Linked DNA regions of Sus scrofa: region 1 is linked to region 2. Evidence: chromatin contacts called from public Hi-C data. All regions are on one chromosome and are shown on one strand. The core of a region is the stretch at or near the end of the contact, and the rest is flanking DNA. Distances in the headings are between cores, read along the strand shown.

The links. A called contact is a pair of places that touch in the nucleus more often than the background predicts.
Region 1: a contact with region 2 is called in a Hi-C map of liver, with 3 times the contacts expected there. The contact joins the promoter of RPAP3 here to the promoter of AMIGO2 in region 2. A contact is called at or near these places in 1 of 47 Hi-C or Micro-C datasets (liver) and 1 of 2 datasets of contacts at active chromatin or transcription factors (skeletal muscle).

Annotation. Positions count from the first base shown.
Region 1 is chr5:78,064,724-78,067,937 of Sscrofa11.1, reverse strand. It overlaps RPAP3 (RNA polymerase II-associated protein 3), which reads left to right and starts at 1,686. Exons shown (of 18, transcript XM_021092589.1): 1 at 1,686-1,776. LOC110260775 (a long non-coding RNA gene) reads right to left here and starts at 2,504. Exons shown (of 3, transcript XR_002344182.1): 1 at 1,581-2,504.
Region 2 is chr5:77,644,396-77,647,413 of Sscrofa11.1, reverse strand. It overlaps AMIGO2 (amphoterin-induced protein 2), which reads left to right and starts at 1,666. Exons shown (of 2, transcript XM_005664161.3): 1 at 1,666-2,416; 2 at 2,762-3,018. The coding sequence starts at 2,822. All of the region lies in intron 1 of LOC100626841 (a long non-coding RNA gene), which reads right to left.

The sequences.
Region 1 (3,214 bases), core at 437-2,936, 420 kb before region 2:
TTCCATCCCTGGCCTTGCCCAGTGGGTCAGGAATCCCACATTGCCAAGAGCTGTGGTGTAGGTTGCACATGCAGCTTTGATCTGATGTTGCTATGGCTGTGGTGTAGGCCAGCAGCTGTAGCTCCAATTCAACTCCTAGACTGGGAACTTCCATATGCTGTGGGCGCGGCCCTAAAAAGCAAAATGAAACAAAAACAAAAATAAGACCCAATTATATGTTGTAACAAGAAACCCACTTTAAATATAAAAACATATACAGATGAAAAGGAAATGGAAACATTACCACATTAGGAGTTCCCGTTGAGGCATAGTGGTTAGCGAATCTGTCTAGGAACCATGAGGTTGCAGGTTCGATCCCTGGCATTGCTCAGTGGGTTAAGGATCTGGCGTTGCAGTGAGCTGTGGCGTAGGCTGGCAGCTGTAGCTCAGATTCGACCCTTAGCCTGGAAATCTCCATATGCCGCAGGAACAGCCCTAAAAAAAAGCTAAAAAGAAAAAATTATAGGGCTATTTCAGATGGAAAGGTTTATTTGTTTCTGTCTGTTTTCACGGGCTTTTAAAATTATTTTTGTTTTACAATTTTATTTTGTTTTATACTTTTTTTTTTTTTTTTTGCCTTTCAGGGCTGCATCTGTGGCATATACAAGTTCCCAGGCTAGGGGTCTAATCAGAGCTGTAGCCACAGCAATGTGGGATCTGAGCCACGTCTGTGACCTACGCCTAAGCTCAGGCAACGCAGGATCCTTAACCCACTGAGGCCAGGAATTGAACCTGCGTCCTCATGGATACTAGCCGGGTTCATAAACCACTGAGCCACGACTGGAACTCCTGTTTTACAGTTTTAGACTTGCCATGAAAATGAAAGTTCACTCACACAGGAAGCAGAAGCACATAATGTTAAAAGCTTCATGTTCTTTTCACTTAGTGGCTAGGGCACATCAAAAGATAGGTCTTAATACTGACACACGTCCAAGAAAGATTCAGAGATAGATACTTAGAAAAGGAAGGAATTTACTTGCAAAAGTGCAAGGTAGTCAGACTGAAGAACAGATTTGCCAAATACAAGTACTTAAAGATTAAAAAAAACCCTGCAAAATTAGTATAGTTACCATAGCCTGTTCATGGTAGAGAAACAGTAACTTTCCCACATGATTTTCTTTTTCTTTTCTTTCTTTTTTTTTTTTTTTTAGGGCCTCACCCATGGCACATGGAGGTTCCCAAGCTAGGGGTTGAATCGGTGCTGTAGCCACTGGCCTACACCACAGCTCACGGCAACGCCAGATACTTAACCCACTGAGCGAGCCCAGGGATTGAACCTGCATCCTCATGGATCCTAGACAGATTCGTTTCCGCTGAGCCACGACGGGAATTCCCCCACGTGATTTTCATATGCACAAAAGTGATAAAATACGGTTACAAACCAGCAAGGCAAATATTAGGGATAACAGTGGGAGCGATCCAAAGCATTATTCAAGTTATTATTATGTGGGGAATCAGAACAGGCCAGGATGATCCTGCAGTTTTTGGAGTACCTACTGTGAAGCTGGAAGCAGGCAGAGTCAGATTTTGCTTTAACACACCTGTCAATCCTCTAGGCTGATTCCACCCAGAGGAGGAGGGCTCAGCGCACCTGATCTTCTGCGCACGCTCCGTCCTGGCTCCAGGGGGCGGGGCGAGGCCACGCGAGGACTTGTGGGATAGCTCAGGAAGGCGGGGCCGGCGTGAGTAGCTGAGAGTCGGGCGCGGCGGTTGTGGGGCCGGTAGTGGCCTGGTGAGGTGAGCCAGCTTTACGGTTGTCACTTTTTGCGAGGGAGCTACGGCAGCAAGGAGGCTTCTGGGGTCTCCCCGCAGGAGGAGGGTTTGCTGCTGTGGGTACCGGGAGAGACCGAGAAGGCCAGGGCGGGCGGCGGGGGCACCGCGTTGGGGCGGCGTGGCGGTGTCCAGGGTAGCGGCGCACTGGGGAGCGAGTTCGGGAGGCCAGTCCCTAGACGGTCAGCTTTGCTGGGGGTCTCTCCACCCTGGGTGCCGCGGGCATTGGTCGGTTTGTGGTGGTCAGGGCCGCAGACCCACCCTCCCGAGACCTCTGTGGGGCCCGCCCCCTTTCGGCGGGGGTGTGCAATGCTCGCTCGGATGTAGAGTAGAAAGTGATACCTCCAGGCGCTGGAAGTTTCTGGTTGCGTGCCTGGATACAGGTTCTGTGGGAGCAGAGAGGTGATGGGTGAAATGGAAAAGCTTTCTACTTCCTACAGTAACTCAATGCCTTGTTACGCTTTTATTCACGTTTTTTGAGCCCCCCCCGCAAAGCATTGTTCTAGTTTTATTTTTTTCATGAGATGTACATATATGATCAAATATGGGCACTGCCTGAAAGAAGCTTAAACTTTAGTTTCTGGGCCATGACTAGGGGTCTTATCTGTCGTTGCAAACATCTTTTCCTCCAAGAAGAATCATTTTTCTAGTCTCCTCTATCTTTCCCTCCAAACCTACTGCACTTTTTGGGCACCTTGCCCCATCACTCATCCCCTTTCCTATATCTTTTTTTTTTTTTTTTTTTTTTTTAGTTTTTTGAAATATAGTTAAGTTACGAGGCTGTGATAGTTTCTGCCGTACTTCAAAGTGAGCCAGTGATACATGCACACATATCCATTCTCTGATTCTTTTCCCACATAGATTATCACAGTATACTCTGTAGAGTTCTCTGCACTGTACAGCAGGTTCCTGTTGGTCCATGGTTCTGTATACCTCGGTGTGCATATGCCAGTCCCAGACCCCCAGTCCGTTCCCCGCCTCCCCACCTGTCCCCTCCTGTATCTTCTTTTACCCTGTTTCTCACTGCCCCCCTCCACCCATACTCCTGAGCAATTTTAGGTTATGAAAGGCAAAATTATGCTGATCTCCGTTATGTCTTATTTACTCAGCTCATTTTATCTCTGTTCCTAAAAAAATTCCATTAAAACTGTATGTAATCGGGAGTTCCTGTTGTGGCTCAGTGGTAATGAACCCGACTAGTATCCATGGGGATGTGGGTTTCATCCCTGGCCACAATCAGTGGGTGGGGGATATGGCGTTGGCTATGAGCTGTGGTGTAGGTCGGAGATGCAGTTTGGGTCACAAGTTTCTGTGGCTATGGCGTAGGCAGGCCGCTGCAGCTCCAATTAGACCCCTAGCCTGGGAACTTCCACATGCCTTGGATGTGGCTCTAAAAAGACAAAAA
Region 2 (3,018 bases), core at 417-2,916:
AAATGAGCAGAATCCTCAAAATTAGGTCTTCAAATAGATATATAAATGTGCCTGTGGATTTTGAGTGCATTTTTTTTATGCTGTGTAATCTTTGCATAATGTTGGAATGATGTGCCTGCTGCTCTTATTACAGAAGCTTCTGTTTCCATTTTTGAAAGTCACTTTTCTTTTTTGACTATTTTTGTTTTAAATAGAGGTCTTTCTGCCACATGCATGGTTTCCTTCGAACGTTAGTTACTTAGTAAATACTACAAATACCTAGTTATTTATTAGTCATTTAAAAGTATTCCTCTGAATACTTTTAAATCTATTTCTCTGTGTTAATCATTCTAACCGCAAAAATAAAGGCCTGGAGACCAAGTTTTTTTCTTTGAGAACCCCAAAACTTAGAAAACATCAACCTCTGCCTCTCCCCTGGGAACAGTAAGCAATGCTTTCCTGAAGCATTTCAGGCTGTATTCTTATGAGAAACTTCAACTTTTCATGAAACTGAAACTAATCTGAATCAAGCTGTTCTCAACTGAAAAATCTTGATTTACCAGTGCTATTGCACAGTCATTCCATAAAAAGCCTGACTGAATTAATGATGCATTAAATTTGGCACTTTCGCCTAACAGATCTACGCTACAACATGAATCCATTCATGGACAATGCAGGGGCCAACTCTCATTAACTTCAAGGTTGCTCAAGTGATGGGGGGAAGGAGCGAATGAGTTGTCTTCGTCATTATTCCTATTTTTTTAAAGTAATATTTTACTCAATTGTTTTTCTCAATTTGCTCCTCTTTTCAATGTCTTTCTCCCTCTGCTTTGGTTAGCATCTCTTGTCAAGGCAGTAATATAGCTCTTTTAAGCCGGATATAATGGATAAATGGGCCATTTGGCTCAGTCAAATCCCATCGTTAAAACTGATCTCGGAATTAAACAAAAATGGATTTTTAATCGGAAAGCTCATCAGCTCCACATCCCCCACCTAACTGTGCCCGGCCTTGCCCACCTGGCCTTGCCTCTTTCTTAACCTGCTTCTAGGGAAGGGATGAAGAACCTCCGCGCAGACACCCTCTCTGGGATCAGTCACTGTCCATTGCGAACACGATAAAAAAAAAAAAAAAAAAAAAAAAAAAAGTCTGGCTCTGGGTCCCCCCCCCCCTTTAAGCTTAATACTCTTATCTTCGCCTCGACTCCAACCCTTTTTTCCTGCGCTTCTCCATCGCGAATGGGGCACCTTGAAGCTGCGTCCAGAGTTAGCAAAGGGATAGAACTTTCCCAAGGAGGTGCGGAGTGTCCCCGATGCGCTTTCCCGCTTCCTTCCCCCAAGCAGAGATCCTGTTGCATGGGAGGGAACGTGCCCGATTTCCCTTCCCCCTCAACCTCCACCCCCGAATGTGGGCGGAGACGGAGGCTGCTTCTGTGTTTATTTTGTAAACCTTTAAAACCTACCGCACTTAGCGCTGTGAGAGCCCCCGTGGCCTTTGCCCACTGAAAGCCGTATGAGGTCGGGGAGCTCAGCTGACTGGCTGGGAGAGAGACGCGACCTGCACAGTCGGGACGAAGTGGGTCTTCTAGGGAGCGACCTCTCCCTTCCGGGATGGGCGTGTCCCTTAACCTCCCCCACCCCATCACCCCGCAGATAGGGGCTGGGCGCACGGACGCAATCCTCAGAAGCGCGCGAGCGCGTCCACCGCTTGGGGGACGCCAGCCCTGGCCTCGGGTGTGGACCCCTGCCCCGCCTGCGCGGCCACCCTCCCGGGGCGCGGGAAGGAGCGCGGCAGAGGTGGCAGCAGTGCCGCCGGGTGGGGGCGAGGGGGGTACCAGCCGCCGCTCGGATTGGCTGCGCCGCCGCCCCCTCCCTGCGCCGCGCGCCCCCCGTCGCGCGCTCGGCCCGCTCTCGTCCGCAGCGAGGGAGCTGGTTCCCGCTGGAGGGAGGACGCGCAGGGGCGGGACCGGTCTTCCCGCCCCGCACCCGACCCCAGGCGCGCCGGGATAAAACCCGGCCAGTGCTGCGCGGGGAACTCGGGTCCCTGCAGCCTCCCAAGCACGGAGAGGCGGGGTCGCTCCGACCCCCTGCTCGCGCCCCCGCCGCTTGGGCCCGGCTCCGGGAGCCGGGCGCCTGGCGCGCGGGCACGCGACGGCTCGAGTGCCCAGGCGGTACCTTCAGCGGAGCAATGAAGAGAGCTCGGGAGAACCAACCGGAGCCGGCCGAGCTGTTTCCTGCGCTCGGGGTTGCTGCCGCCACTGCTATTGCTTGAAACTCTCCAAAGTTGCGAGCCAGCGAGAGGCTGCCGCCCGCCGGGAGCAAAAGGGAAAGGAACTCTTAAGATGCCAGAGTGACAGACATAGACAGACGGACGCACAGATCTGCAGAAGACACCACTGTGGGCGGCCTATTCCCGGTGCCCCTGAGGCTACCCAGCTCTGTGAGTTGCTTTCTGTACGGGTAGCTTGCTTGCTAAGTATTTCCTTATAATTGTTTATAAGATGCGTTTGTGTATTTCTGTGTTTCTTGGAGAGAGTTTTTAAAAAAGGGGGGGGACAACGTATGATGCACCTTAAAAGAAATTGTTTCAGATATTGATACGGTTGTGTTGATAGAATGCATCCAACAGTAAAGAGGACACATAGGCTCCCCAGTGGGGAAAAAAAATAAAAAACCCTCGATTTCAAAAGTTATGGGAAAGAAAGCTAGCTATTACTCTTAAGGGTTAACTAGGGGTAGTTAACTTTGCTTTTTTACTCCTCTTTAAATATTGATTGTTTACCAGGTTGACTGGTGGGAGGCTGAGCTGGTGGCAAAGGCGCCCAGAAGAGACTTAGAGGCGACCATGTCTTTACGTTTACGCGCACTGCCCACCCTGCCTAGAGTTGTCAGACCGGGCTGCAGGGAACTGCTGTGTTTGTTGGTGATCACGGTGACTGTGAGTCGTGGCACCTCCGGGGTGTGCCCCACCGCTTGTATCTGTGCCACTGACATCGTGAGCTGCACCAACAAAAACCTGTCCAAGGTGCCTGGGAACCTTTT